Linked DNA regions of Danio rerio: region 2 is linked to region 1. A link is a contact called in public HiCAR-type data. All regions are on one chromosome and are shown on one strand. The core of a region is the stretch at or near the end of the contact, and the rest is flanking DNA. Distances in the headings are between cores, read along the strand shown. Region 1 holds the start of si:dkey-103i16.6. Region 2 holds the start of polr3b (polymerase (RNA) III (DNA directed) polypeptide B).

The links. HiCAR-type assays count read pairs that join an accessible place to other places.
Region 2: a contact with region 1 is called in a HiCAR-type map of caudal fin, with 5 times the contacts expected there. The contact joins the promoter of polr3b here to the promoter of si:dkey-103i16.6 in region 1. A contact is called at or near these places in 7 of 18 Hi-C or Micro-C datasets (caudal fin, embryo, hematopoietic stem cells and 1 more) and 2 of 4 datasets of contacts at active chromatin or transcription factors (caudal fin and embryo).

What each region holds. Positions count from the first base shown.
Region 1 is chr18:16,625,033-16,627,754 of GRCz12tu, reverse strand. si:dkey-103i16.6 reads right to left here and starts at 1,349. Exons shown (of 7, transcript NM_001044708.1): 1 at 1,184-1,349.
Region 2 is chr18:16,773,279-16,775,978 of GRCz12tu, reverse strand. It overlaps polr3b (polymerase (RNA) III (DNA directed) polypeptide B), which reads left to right and starts at 1,296. Exons shown (of 28, transcript XM_021467775.2): 1 at 1,296-1,457; 2 at 1,571-1,603. The coding sequence starts at 1,392.

The sequences.
Region 1 (2,722 bases), core at 100-2,599:
CTGTGTAAAACACCTGCTGTATATGTTGGCGGTTCATTCAGCTGTGAGTGTGTGACTGATGAATGAAGACACTAAACTGAAGAAAAATGAAAATTCCACAGTTCTTGAGTTTTTTGTGACAACTTAATTGTTTTAAGTTCAATCTACTTATATCTCTTCTCTTTCATTCTTCACTCTTTCAACACATTTTATCAGTTTTTTTATCATTTTATTATTTGTTTTTATTTTTCTTACACTTATTTCTTTTATTCCTTTTATTTCTTTTATTCTAGCACTTTGAATTGCCACTGTGTATGAAATGTGCTATATAAACAAACTTGCCTTGCCTTACATTTGTAAAAACAGTTAACTGATTTGTGTTAGAACAACATAAAGGAATTGTGTGGAACCTGGCGTTTTTAGTGTAACTTTTTCAGCCTTTGAAAGGTTTTTGCAGCTTTTTGAAATTTCTACAACTTTATCTGGAAGATCTTTTAAAAGATTGGGGTAAAGTTGGTTTTATATTAGCACATTCAATGGTCCCTATATTGTTTACTATGCTAATTTGAACAATCAGTCTTACATCACAAGAATGACTTCAAAACAACATTAGCTCTATTTAGTTGACTTTAAACAATGTTGTACGTTACTTTGATATTCATTGGCTGCTAATATGATTTCCAGGTTTAGAATTCACAAATAATGCTTTTCTGAAACTGTATTATTAATGAGAATGCCTGAATGTGCAGATATAAAACCAACTTTACATTTACTTTTAAAGCTGGGTGTAATGTGAGTAAAGGTATAGATTTTCACAGGATATGATGATCTTCCATAGGCACTGTACAGAAAACTCAATAAGCAAAATATCTGTGCAAATGAAGATGAAAAAACACCTGGGGTGTTTCTCCATGTTTATAAGGTAACACTCGTCCATGCCGCTCTTTTACGCAATATTCTGCACATTTATTCGCGTATAGCCTACTGTACAGACTAACGTTACTGTATGAGTTTCAAGTAAACACTGTATCAGATTCTGTGGAACTGCTGCATCAAACACAGGAGCTCATCATAACAAAACTGCCCAATGTTAATGCTCAAAACGTGCCATTCAGAAAACGAGAGTCTCTAGTTTTGAATAAAAACCTAGAATTTGCTTTTCAAATGTTAAGTGAATCCTAAAACTATGTAAATTGTTACTTGCCTGTATTTGTTTACCCGACTAGGGATGAAGGGAAGACCGTCAAAACGAGCAAAGGGCACCGATGAAATCCCTCACCACAGCAAACCGTCAGTTAAAGGAAAATGTAGGCGACATCTAACGCTAGATAGATGTCATGTTTGAATCTGTGCAAGTCCAGCGTTCCCGCAAGACATTAGAAGCAGTGTGACAATACAGGAAGTACGTCACTTTATGAATTAGAGCGGGAAAACACCCCTGTGACAGCTGCTGCGGATCAACAGCCAATGAGGACTGCTGGTTTAATATATATATATATATATATATATATATATATATATATATATATATATATATATATATATATATATTACTACATGCGTGTAAACAACAACAATGGTCCCAACATATTTTCTGTTTTACATTTTTAATTTTCATAGGTTCCAAAAATCCAAAAAGAGTCACTTATTGATTAAAAATGTTGTGATAGATTTTTAATATTAAGTTGATTGAATTGCCTCTTGTTACAGTTATGAAATAGATTGACAACAAGCAGAAATGTTCTTGGGTCAATGACATGACCACTTTGAAATGGTCTATAGGCCTAGTTTGGGGGTTTTCATTTTAGCCTACTGAAGTTACTGTGATTAATAACATTACAATTAGAATTGTTTAAATGCCTGTTCAAAACAGTCACACAACATGTAAAAAATTGTAAATTGTTTGTTTTGTTTTGCTTATGGACATAGGGGAGAGTGGGGCACAAAGTAATACTTTTTGGATGTGACCAAATAATAAACAAAGTAATGGGGTTAGATAAACCCATTTATTTTTATTTTTTTTACCAACAACACACAAGCCTCTCCTACAAATGAACACTGATCGCCGGACCTATGGTTTCTGTGCAAAAAAAATTATAATTAAATTCATGTTACATGCAATGTTTTAGGGTTTTCATTCTAACCTACTAGAGTTACTGTGATTAACTTAATAACATTAAAATTTCTAAAGTTTATGCCTACAAATGTTAATAATAGTCACACAACATGCAATGAAATTAAAGGCGACATGTAACAACTGCCCAGTTTGTTATTTATCTACAGGCTACAGTTTTTTATATGTTTTTTAGTTGTTTTTTAATGAGTTTTAAAATATTCCTAATTGTTTTTGTTAATACTAATACTAATAAATTTGTATTTTAAAAATAAGCATTTTTTCAGATTTTATTTAAAATATTTCAAGTTTTAATCTTATAACATTACTTATAAAACTGTAATAAATCACAGTTTAAACACACATTTCTAAATAAACACTTTGTGTTTTATTTATGGCAAGCACTTTGACAAAATTGCAGGAAATATTTTTGTGTTGCATCAACATATGTGGTCATGATCATCATCCAACAAGCTAATGCAGCAAATATTAATGTTAAAAATATCTCTAAAATGCAGTATTCGAACCTCATAATTTAATAGAAAATTGGGAGAATAACAGCAAAAACTGGCCTGTAGCCAGGGGTGGGGTGGGGTTATGGGTGGGGTGGGGGGTTAATCTGGTGGTTTG
Region 2 (2,700 bases), core at 47-2,546, 150 kb before region 1:
TAAAAACACTAGTAACTGATAATAATAATAATAATAATAATAATAATAATAATAATAATAATAATAATAATAATAATAATTATTATTATTATTATTATAAAGCCCTTGCTCTGAAACAATCATGCAAACCAGGTGCTGCTCGGAAATGGCTTTCTTTGCTCAGCATCAGGTGCACAGCAGCAAGAAGCTTGGCAGTGAACTATGACCTTATTTTAATGACAAATGTCTATAAATACTGCTTTACGTTTTTATTTAATTTATACATACGCAATGAATGTAAGCCTGCTAACTGTGTGTGGTTCAAATGATAGAATATGTAAACTTTGTTTATATATATAATTAAATAATAATAATTAAAAGCCTGCGTGTAAGGCTTTTATTTTGAGGGTGACGTCACGAGCGCAGATTTGGTTAACCAATTAGAGGAAAGTGGGCGTTTCAGCACCGCCTACATGTGTAAAATGAATTTTAAAGTCGTTTATCCGTTTTCCTACCCTAAACCAAAAAACGAAAATCCAGCCAAAATCTTGTTTTTTCGTTTTCTCGTGAGCAAAAGAAAAACGGAAAAACGGCCGTTTTCTCCATTTCCTTTATTCCGTTTGAAAATGGAAAACAAATGAACAAAATGTACACGGACCCAAATGTTTTACATAGCGGATGCTTTTTCAGCTGCAACCCATCACTGGGAAACATCCATACACACTCATTCACATGCATACACAACAGACAATTTAGCCTACCCAATTCACCTGTACGGCATGTACAGAAATGCCAACTGACCCAACTCAAACCAGCGACCTTCTTTTTGTGTTGCAAACATGCTACCCACTGCGCCACCGTGCATCCCTATATTTATTTATTTATTTATTAATTTATTATTTTGATTAATTAATTAGTCATTAATTAATTATATTTTATTATTTTTTAGGTCCAGGTGGAGTAAGTGTTTGTGTTTTAAAAATATGTAAGTGTATGTATGCTGTATTGATTAAAAACATGAAATTATTAATAAACTCTACAAATAAAAACTACAAATATATAATACAAACAATCATACAAATTCTATCATTGAGCAGCATGACTTTATGCTTGTTTTTGTACAGTTGTTTAAGGACGACACGCGTAAAGGACAAGCGTGTACGTTTGGTAGAATGTCCCATAAATGTCTCTGATATGAGGTATCATTAAAAATATGAAATATGTGGAACCAATACAATACTCGTAAAACGTTTCTCCCGGTCTGCTTTTCACGTTACACCGCATGCTTTCACGTGTAGCGCAAACTTCCGTTCTGAGTGTTTTTCACCTGGCGGCGGCGTGTATGATGGTCTCCTAATTTTTATAAGATTATCCGCGTTTGCAGTTTATTGACATTTCAACAAGTCACAAAAATGCTGCAAGAGGAGTTCGGGGAAATGAGTCCCCAGCAGCTCGCTGCTCCTGTTGACACTGTGGAGGTATGCGAAGATCACATGAGTGCTAATATCAGAAAACAACATAAGTGTTTTTAATCATTGTGATTTATTTTTTGCATTTCAAGGTAACAGTCATGTCCCATTTTCTATTGCAGGAAAAGTGGAAGCTGCTTCCAGCCTTTTTGAAGGTAGAGTAAATTTAGCAGCTTTGTCATCATTAATTATACATAAATTATGGACTGACAGCCACATAAGTTATTTTCTTGAGGTAATGTTGGTTTTATAATGACACATTCGTTCATTTAACGGTCCCTATATAGTTCATCACGCTAGTTTAAATATCGAACTAGTTTAAATATAGAGTCTAAAATAGCATGCAAGTATGACTTCAAAACAACATTAGCACTATTAATTTGACTGTTAATAATGCTGTACTTTTATAGTCATTGGCTGCTAATATTATTTCACTATTAAGATTTTGCAAATAATGCTTTTCTGAGACAATAATTAAGGAGAAAGTCTGAATTTGTAAATGTATAACCAACAGGCAGTCTGGTATAGAAGTGGCATTTTTATATAATATAGCCAAGGTTAAACAATATTTTCTTCTTGAATAAATATTATTCAAGCAATTTTTTCTACAATAATTCAGTGCATAGTTGGACTTAATTTATCACCCAACCGCAATATTTACATGTGTTGAGGTAAAGTTGGTTTTGTATTCGCACATTAGTTCATTGATAACATTCTGTCTGAAATTACATGTAAATATGGCTACACTAACGATAGCACAATTTAATTGACTGTTAACAGTGTTGTATTTTTAGTCATCAGCTGCTAATATGATTTTAATATTTAGATTTAGCAAATAATACTTGTCTAAAATTATATTATTAAGGAGAAAGTCTGAATTTGTGAACTAAAAACCAACTTTACCTCAGTATTGCATGTAATCAAACATATGACCAAAAATAATAATGATAAAAAAAGGTATTTTTGACGTTTAAAAAAATACTTTATAATGATAATAATAATAATTAACTTTATTTTTATGTAGCGCATTTAAAAGTAGCACCTTAAGGCACTTTACAGACATAAAATGTGCAGCAGTAAAAGACACAAGAATAAATGCAAACTTGTAATAATAAAACTAATTAAAACGCATAAAATAATAATAATATATCTAAAAAATATATAAAAGTCAAATAAAAACCACCCTTAAAAAGTGCCTTAAGAGATGATTTAAAAATACTCAGGGTTTCTGCATTGTAAATATCAGAGGCAA